2 separate regions of the Anser cygnoides genome follow, and region 2 is linked to region 1. The links are chromatin contacts, called in public Hi-C maps. All regions are on one chromosome and are shown on one strand. The core of a region is the stretch at or near the end of the contact, and the rest is flanking DNA. Distances in the headings are between cores, read along the strand shown.

Region 1 (4,908 bases), core at 2,249-4,748:
ACAGATTCTCAAAGCAGGTGCCATCACGGGATACCCAAGTCCACAAAAATAATTTTTAAAAAATAAATCTTAAAAAAAAACAACCTGTTAAAATGAATAATTTTTTTTTCAGGTAATTCCGTACATTCGAGATTTCCCAAAGCGTCCTCTGGTCTCTTTTCACCTATTGCATGGCCAAACTGTACTCCTGAAGCTCCCAAAAAAGCCCTCAGGACTTGGAATCTCATCTTCACAAGGATCAGAACATCCAGTCTTACGGTAGCAGCTTAAAACATCATGTTCCCTGGGTTTCCAGGGCCTTGGCTAAATCCTCCCATGCCCACGTCAGCAGCCATGCCTCGGGGCCTCATCTGGGGGGGAATCATGATGTTCTGTTGGGGTCCCATCATGCCCTGCATTGACATCATCATGCCGGGTGAACCGACGGGGCCCGGGTGGCTGTACAGCCCCGCGGGGGCTCGGTCCTTGCCTGGGATCATGCCCACGGCGGCCACGGGGTTGCTCATTAGCGCGGGCTGCCCGGGCATCGCCGTCTGTGCTGGTGCCATCATGCGATGGTGTGGCCCCATCATGCCCTGCTGCAGGAAGGCCGGCGGTCTCATCGGGTTGTGGCCCGGCATGGACGGAGCCGTCCCGAGAGGGATATCCGGAGTCCCCACCGGCCCGGGGCCCCCCATGCCAGGCAACGTTAGTCCCATCCGCGGGGTCTGCTCTCCTATCATCCCCTGCATGTGGGAGAAGCCGGGCCCGGGCCCCTGCGGTTGCTTGCGGCCCGGCACCTCCCCGCGAGGGAAATACTGTAGTGTCTGGCTCGGCTTCTCCGACGGGATAATCCGGGAGAGGTCGAACTCGGGTATTCCCGTGGCTCCGGGACGGATCACCTCCTGCAGCTCCGGATCGGTGAAAACCGAAGGCATATTGTTTCCAAGAACAGTGAAGGAGTCTGGACCGCCAGGGCCTCCAGTCTTGCAAAGTGCTGGATCTGTCGAGCTTTGGGGCAGGTTGGTAGGACGCCCCAGAGGTCCTTCTCCGTGGAAGCCCATTCCCGCCGGGAAGTTGCCTTGCCCGCCGCTCGGCCCGTTGTGGGGAAATGGCACCTGCTGTGGAGGGGACTGTACGGGAGGGAACCCCTGCGGGAAGCCCAGGCGTCCTTGAGGTACCATTGGAGACTCTTGGGAACCGTGCCCCATCATCGGGTTGTGTGACATCAGGCCGGGTCCCACGGGGACCCCGTGAGGAGGTATATTGGGTCCCATAGCATTTGGAGAGGGCATCTGGTTGTTGTGGGAAAGAGGCTGGGTCATTCCCATTGGGCTAAGGGTTGGCATTGGACCCACTGGGTTTGGACCTGAAATTCGAGGATTCTGAGAATTAATGCCCATTCCTAGGGAAGAGATAAGGAATCGGATTTAGGTAACAGCCAAGCATAAGCAAATCACGAAAATATCAGAGACCTTTCTGCAAGGTTACCACATCCACAAAAAAAAATAACTAAATTACTGCTAGTAAAAGAAACAAACAGTAGTGGCTCTGGAGAGTGCCATTTTAACCAGAAAATTGATGCCACCTGCACAGCAACCTCCCTAAGCTCATCACTGCTCTAGCAAAAAGGGACTAAAGCCTGCTCTGTAAGTAGGATCTCAGCCCAGCTCACACCTTTACTACTTTCCTGGCAGTCTAGATGTGGCAGTCAGTCACAAACATGTCTGTGGCAGATTATCAGCACATGGACACTTGTCCACCGGGAGGTGACTGAATCTCCTTTCAAAACCTAAGAAGAGATGAATCAGGTAACGCTGATAAGCCTAGGCGGTGGCGATTGGCGAGGTTAATGAGCTATCATCAAACGTACTCAATTAGTCAGCTTTCCCAGGTATATTCAGCAACTCTTATCATTAGTGTGTGAAACAGATAGCGAAGCTACAGGTAAACTCATCAAGAATTCATTATCAGTTGCTGCTCTCTTCAAACATCCAGTCATCCCCTCTTGCGACTACTAATTCAACCGGGTGGAGGGCCTACAGCCTACTTTTTTATTACATACGTGTGTAGCCATCAACGTTAAACCGTCAGCAGAAATCGTATTTATCATATGAGCAGGCTCTTCTGTGAGAGAGTCCTAAAGAACAGCATTTTATTTTGCCTTTCCCCCCGCTTTCTGAGGTAGGGACCAGGACAGTTTGCCTCAATCCCAGCTGAGGTCACCTGCCTTTACACACTCCCTTTACCAGAAAATGTACATTTTGAGAAAGTCTGCTAACCTTCTTCTGTAACAAAGGCAACGCACAAAAATAGTGGAGAAGAAAAGACCAGACGATTCAGTGTCAAAAAAAAAAAAAAAAGAAACCTTGTGATGCTTCTATGGCACTGTCTGAAGACAAGGGAAGAATGAAAGCATTCTTCCTCTGGGTAACACATTGTAGGTCTGACAATTATCCCCATAAACAGCCTTCACTCACACAAGTTATCCCACATGTGGAATAAGAGTGGTAATCTCTCACATACATAAAACAACCCATGACTATATATCCTTTAAGGTTTCCCCTCTCATCACCTTCATCTGAGGAAGCTTCCATACAAGTCACTCTCACTGTACTGCCCGACAGCTTGGGCTTACATTTCCCTGAGTTTCTTACCTGGTACACTATTCATAGGTGGCAAATTTGGGGAGCGTGCCGGAGGGGAGTCATCATCTGAGCTGGCCACAGTTTTGATGGCATCATGATAGAGCGGTGTTGAGCTGGGCATGGCAAATTTGGACATCCTGGACATCATGATGGAGAGAGGGTTTTGGGAGAGGGTTGGCTCCGGAGGCATTGTGTAAGGACTGCTAGAGGGAAGATTTCCAGGGAGAGTCACAGGAGCAGACTGGCTGACTGTGGAAGGAGGTGGACCACCTTAGAGGGGCAAAAAAAAAAAGAGAATTTATTTATTTTTTTCACCGTTTTTTCCTTAAATCACACCCTCTTCTCGTAGGGGATCTCAAAACCTTAAAAACCCTTTTATTACAAGGGACCATCTGACTAATACAGTCAATGCTGTGAAAAGTAACCAGAAAAATAAGCCTATCGGTCAAGATTGTTAACATTTGTTATCCTGGATTCTGCACTTCTCCTGGAACCCTCAGGAGCCTGTACAAATCTACAAGAACCACCATCAGGTAAGTCTGAAAATCCTACAGTTCAACTTCCATGCACCAAAGACAAACATGTATACCATGTCTAGCCATAAAAATCGAAATAAATACACAGTCAGTTAATTGATCCTGCGCCCACCAGATGTCAACTGCAACTCCTTTCCCTTTTTCTTTAAGCAGCACCAAGCGAACACAAAAGACATGTGCAGTGCGATGAAAAGCTGGAGCAGACAGTACGCTGAGACATGTGGGCAGATTTCTGACAAGCTGCGCCAGCAGCTACAAGCAAAACTCCTTGTTTTAATTTCATTTCTGCTTTTACATTTACATATTTACTGCTTGATCCAGTTAAAGAAGAATTCTCTGCACCTCTTAGCTTACCGTAATCCTTCGCTCTACCCAGACTAGAGATAACTGCACCTCCAGCCTCCTTTGTCCTTCAGCAACGATCTCCACGCCACATTTGAAGAAAAAACACCGATCTGCTGGCAGAGCCCGGCCAGTAACCCTGCTCAGTGCTGCACGGGGTCGGCCTCCCTGCGGCACCACTGCTGGGATTCCCCTGCTCTCAGCAGGCACGGCCCTGTCCCTGCAGCGCTGCCTGTTACCAGCAGCAGCACTAGAGGGCAACCTGGGCAAACCCGGCTCAGAGGTTTCCCCAGGCCGGAAAGCTCCTGCACTCGGAGCCTGGCTGCGGGGAGAGGGAAAAGAGGGGAGAGGCACACAGTGAACAGTCCCGAGCTGTTCAGGAGCATGTTCTCAGACCTCTGTGCCAAGGACCTGGGCCAGAGCCCGAATCTCCCTGGTTTTCTACCAAACGGGGATCATACAGCGCCCGCTCGCTGCTCAGCTCTGTCCAAAGCGGTCAAAGTCCAAACAAACGTTAGCACATCTCCTCATCTGCGCTGGGACACCTGGAAAGCTCTAACCACACCTGGACACGCGGCTGGCCCCTACGCTCAGCACGCCTTTGTAGGAACTTTTTATTCTGAAGCATTTTCATACCACAAGCAGAAACTTCTCTGCAAAGCCACAACCATCAGGAGGTAGGGGCACAACAGCCAAAAACCGCTCAGAGGACAGTCTTCTCCCCCCAACACCAGACATCCTTTCGCACCTCCAGACCCCACCCTGTCACTTCGTTGTCCTCCCAGCCACCAGCCCTCACCCCCAGGAGCTATGGCACAAGATGGAGTTGGGACGAGGAGGGGGCACTCACCCGACTCCACGTTCCCCAGCATGGCCGGAGAAGACATGGTGAGAGACGCCTTGTGGTTCGGGGGAATCCCGGGGCTCTGCAAAGGAGGCTTTGGAGACGAAGTCCATCCCGGAGAAGGTGCGGGGAGAGACGGAGACTTGAGGTGGACAGGAGAAGCAGCAGCAGACCCCAAGACCGGGGGGGATTTAATGGAGGCAGCAGCAGCTGCGGCAGTGGGGCCCGCGAGCATTCCTGCCAGCTGGGAGGGCGTCTGGGGGGACTTGAGGTTCCCCGAGGGAGACCCCATCATGGGAGACTGGACCTGGCGCATGGTGGGAGACTTCAGGGGGTTGATCCCTGGAGAATGCACCTGACCGGCTGCGGAGATATCCAGGGGCTTGCGGCCCAGGCTGCGCTGTGCGGGGGGAGCAGTGTTGAGGCTATTAGGGTTACTGGTGGGGTTGAGAGGTAGTGGCGGCATGTGGCTGAGCCGGTTGTTAGTCCTTTGGTCAGGCCCCATCTGTTCTCTGAGATTTCGGAGGCCAACTCCTGGGCCCTGAGACATGGGAAGGAA
Region 2 (4,779 bases), core at 712-3,211, 48 kb after region 1:
GGCTGCATCCACGCAGGAACCATGCTTACAACATGTGCACCTTGCCCCTCGGGAGGAAGAACGTGCCACACGCACAGGTGTGTTTGCACAAATTTGCTGCTTCCATGCACGCAGAGGGGTAGGGTGCATGGTAGCAGTCATCAAGAGGTTTGATTTCACCCCTACACCTATATTCACAAAGGCTGGGGAAAAGTCTGGTATTTTGTCCTTGCTGTTGTTGGGTTCCAACAAAATTAACAGGAATTCACAAAGTCATTTCAACAGAAGATCCCCCACCAGACAGACCACCTACGGAAAAGGCAAGCCACACGCTCTCTTCCCCATCCCCTTGGCTGCGATCCTGGCCCTACGTGCTATCAGCCCTCAAGCTGGCTACACAGATCTCTCCTTTCCCTGCTGCCTGCCCCAAACTCTGCAGTCAGAACACCAGACCTCTGCTTTCTTCCATGCCCAAAGTCCTACTACGCCACATCCAGCTCATCTACACTCTATTTTTGCTCGTGTCCTGGCTGAGTTCAGAATCCCCCCTCTTTTCAGAGTCCTCCAAGGAGCCTGTCCAAGATCTTCTTCGGACCTCCTTCCTCCCTGCTCCCCCACCTGTCTACATCCTCTATCCGCTGGTTTTCCACCCAACATCGAAACTGTAGGAGCCGGAGCTGCCTCCTCCACAGGTCCGGCTGCCTGGCACAGGCATTTTTAATCCCCACCTCGGTGCCTGACAAGTCTCATTTCAAACACGAGCTGAGACTTCTCCCCCTCCTGTGACTGAAAACCTCCGAGTCTTTCTCCCTGCTTCTTGCATGCCTCCATCACTGGACTCTCCGACTGCAAAGCGCGCGGGATGAAGGTATTACGGAAAACGTTCCACCCAGTAATCGTTTGCTGCTTTGATTCTTCTGCTGCTTATTTATTTATTTTGGAGAGGGAGGTAACAAGTCAGGGAGAAGCCGGCTGAGATTTCTGCCGTATACATTTTTTTTGCAGCAGCAAGATCCTCCATCTTCCTTGCTGGATTGAATAGGGTCTCAGGACAATTTAGACTCCCTCCCCCATCTCCCGTTCCTGCTCATATTCCTCAGCACACGATGCTCTCCTCCCAGCCCCGCCTGGGAAAGCACAAATCCCCGCTCTCTCCCCCTCCTCCAGCTCCTGCCTCACTCAGGCTGTGTCAGGACGTTAGGATGATGAACATTTGTGCGGCTCGGATGCTTGTAGGTTATTTTTTTTAGCAAAACAACTCGAATCAATGAAACCCGAACGGCGGCAGATGACGAACTTAAAAGACCTCGCGAGGACGCACCTAACGTACTGGAAGGCTTTCCGAGGAAAATGTATATATATATAATCCTCCACATTTTTAACAAAATCTAGTGCAGAGCTGGGCATGAGGACGGGGGTTTCTCTGCTTTTTATCCCCCTCTGCCTTTATTTTTTGAGCTCTCTCACATCGCCACCTCAGCCACAAGACCTCCGGCGAGCAAGCGAAGCGAGGCTTCACATTGTTACTCTCCCGCCGAGCCAGGTATTTACCGGCTGATAAACACCAACAGTAAAACCGCCTCCATCTCCCCAAACCCCAGAGCATTAAAAATATATAAAATAAAATAAATAAACATTAAAAAATACAGACAAGCGCAACCCAGCCGCGGGAGCACCCCTCCCGGCGAGCAGCCCCGGGGGTGCCGCCTCCCCCCTCAGCGGCGGCAGGGGGGCGGCCAACAGGTGGGACGCCGGGGGAAACTGAGGCAGGGCGCCCGCCGAAAAACTTTCCGCCCCCCGCCGGGCCGAGGAGAACCGAGCCGAGCCGAGCCGAGCCGAGCCGAGCCGTGCCGGGCCGTCCCCACCGCCGGGCGCTGCGGCCGTTGGCGCGGCCGTTGCGGCCGTTGCTTACCTGCCTCAGGCGGCGGGCGCGCGGCGCGGCATGGCGGGCGGGCGGGCGGGCGGGCGGGCGGCGGGAGCGGGAGGCGGCCCGGCCTGCGCTGGCCCCGGGCGCGGTGGCGGCACGAAGGCAACTTACGGGGCCGGCCGGCGGGGCCTATTGTCTGCGCGGGGCGGCGGGGCGGCGGGGCGGCCTCCCCCCGCGGGCGCCGCGGCGCTTGGTACGGCCCAGGCATTCATGCCAAGCGGCTGTGGCGCACGGCGCCTCGCCTCCCGCCACTGCTGGCGAGCCGCAAGGCGGGCGGCCCCCCCCCGCCCCGCCCCGGCCCCGCCCCGGCCCCGCCGGGCTCCCTCGGCCGCTCCGCAGCCCCTCGGGGAGCGCCGTGGAGGCGGGGGGGGCGGCGCCCCGTCCCCAGAGCCCCCGACCAGGAGGCCCGGGGGGCTTCGCAAAGGCTCTGCGGGCGCCAGCCCCGTTAAAAGGCGATTAAAGCCCCGGCGTCGCCGAGCACGGCCGGCGTACGACCGCCCGACAGACCCAAAATGGCCACGCTGCGCCCGTGGCGCCTCGTGTTTTGGGTGGCTTCGGTCCCGCGGGGCTCCCTCGCCACACGGATCTGTTGGCGAAAGCCAACCCAACACGTGGCTGGCGCGCGTCCCCAAGCTGCCCTCCTCGCAGACAGGCTCACGAGAAGTCCCTCGTTGGGCCCAGCGAGCGAACCGCTGTCACGCGTTGCGTAAGGAAACCACGAAACCCCATCTCAAGAGACACACCCCTGCCCAGGGACGACAAAAGGGTTTTCTGCGAGCCTCCGTGGAAAAGGGCCGCGGAGCCCTGAAGAGCATTGCACAAGCATCAGCTGGTTTCATTTAATAGAAATAATTATAATAATTGCCACTTGGATAGCGGTTTTGTCCAATGATCTCAAAGACATTTCACTAACCCGGGCAAGTATTTTTATCTAAATTTAACGAGCAGTAAAACAGATTGAGGCAGATGAAGTGACCTACCCAAGGTCATCTTCCGAATCTGCAACAGAAGGGCGAATGCAGATTTCTGAACCCAAGGGCTCAACAGAGAAGCTGCCTCCCAAAAATAGAGCTCCTACAGTCCCCCAAAACTCAAAAAGTTCATACGAGCCCATGTGTCACTCACTGTGAAGAATTTTAAACAGGTCTAATTTGCAGTTTGGAGACTGGGACAGACACAAAGGAGGTGCTTCCCAGGAAAGAGAAACAGAGGTCAGGCAGGGGAGAACGACTGCAACCCAGAATGACTGGAGACACAGAAGGAGAGACGGGCTGGGGGCAAGCACAACCAGGCTGGAAAATCCGAGTCAATCTTGCAAACATCCCAGCTGGAGGAGCACGGCAGTGCCAAGGAATCTGGGTGAAAGGACTTGAGGTGACATGGAACACACAAAAAGAATGTACGGTCTAGAATTAGAATGGCAGGAAAACAAAATCACACCGTTTGCAGTCTGGGAGGTGGTAGAGCATGGTTTCACCAAAGCCTTGGGCACAGACACCGGTCAGACCCTCTGAGTGGCTGCGGGACGCAGTGAGGGCAGGCCCAGAGGTGCCTGCTGCCCAAGTGCTCTCCTCAGCGCTGGCAAACGCTGGGAGCATGGCGCTGCAGGTCCTCAGAAGAGGATGAGTGCCCCAACTTAACCTGCTGAAAGCAAAGCCAGATTACATGCAGAGCGGTCATCACGCCCAGCGCCACCTCCTGCAGCCTCTGCAAGGGGATGTGCAGCAGCAGACGTGCCTACCGGTGTGCATGAGGGCACTGAGCCTCCGTACACCAAAGCCGCTCTGGAGTCCTGGATTTATGTCCGACAGAAGCCAAAGCCTAGAATTTGTCTCTTAAGAAGAGACCTGGGTAAGCTCATTTTGGCACTCGTCAGGGTGCCATAAAGGCCGGGATCAGTCCAAGCTCCCCCTGAAAAGCTCAGGATTTCTGAGTCTCTTGATAGTCTTTTAAGGAAGAACAAAACCTCTCCGGGCTGACACAGGTTGAAGCCTGATCATTTCCAGTATCCACATTCTGCTAAAGGTGAAAAACAACCCACGGCTAAACTTACCTTGTCTGGGAAAGGCTGCACCCAACAGACTTTCCTGAGCCTGTGGTACCCAACAGACTTTACAAGAGCCTTTCTCTACTGCTCCAAGTCTCAGCTTTTCAGGTTGTCTTTGTACCCCGATGAAGATGACAGTCTTCTCTCCCTGTCCCTGGACTTTCTAGTGCCTAACCAGCTCTGGGTGAGGCCATGTCTTCTTCCAACTGATGAGAGCTGCTGCACTCAGCAGGGCGGATTTTCCCTCTTCCTTCATTTCCATAACGTTTCTCTTCTGTTTACTTTCCCATTGCTCTCCTCATGGCCCCAATTCAGGACAGCATGTAAGCACATGTTTAATCTCATTGATCTCATGGCACTCCATGTACGAAGGAAAACACGGGTCCCTCTGCCCAGCGCCTCTCTCCGAATTTTACATTAAGGAGGCATCAGGTAGAATTCAGAAGTGGTCACTTGAGAGTGGACTGCAACATGGGCTTCCCCCTCTCCTCGGGTTAAATCCGGAACAGCCAGGCTGGTGATTCCTGCAGATGCTTCCTCTCCAGCATGTATGTGTGCCCAGGGAAGCCACAACTCTTTTAAGAAAAGCATAACGCCCCTGGCAGAAGAGGTGAGCATGCCCTCTCTCCTGAAACAGCCGCAGCTCAGGAGCTGGAGCGCTTCCATGGGAGATGCAGACAGGAAATCCCTGGGGCAGAGGAGGCAGCACAGGCTGGGTCTTCTGTACCTCCACAAGTGCTTTAAACCCTCTGGATGCTGCAGCTTAAAAGGAAGCATCAGCCTCCTTGGGGTTCTGCACAGCGCCCATCCTGCAGGCACGCTCCTG

Evidence for each region. Hi-C and Micro-C count contacts between places; a contact is called where the count stands out from the background.
Region 2: a Hi-C map of liver shows a contact between it and region 1, with 1.9 times the contacts expected there. The contact joins the promoter of BCL9 here to the enhancer-like site in region 1. A contact is called at or near these places in 2 of 7 Hi-C or Micro-C datasets (both in liver).

What each region holds. Positions count from the first base shown.
Region 1 is chr1:87,276,768-87,281,675 of Taihu_goose_T2T_genome, forward strand. BCL9 (BCL9 transcription coactivator) reads right to left here. Exons shown (of 9, transcript XM_067001615.1): 7 at 4,356-4,908; 8 at 2,637-2,897; 9 at 1-1,384. The coding sequence ends at 267. Among named protein-coding and RNA genes, the nearest start is that of ACP6, 16 kb to the left of the region's middle. Within about 2 kb of position 3,499, at least 1 of the 3 cell types and tissues checked has open chromatin away from gene starts, as enhancers often do. A contact at or near this core is called in liver, where this site is marked.
Region 2 is chr1:87,326,651-87,331,429 of Taihu_goose_T2T_genome, forward strand. It overlaps BCL9 (BCL9 transcription coactivator), which reads right to left and starts at 1,962. Exons shown (of 9, transcript XM_067001615.1): 1 at 1,892-1,962.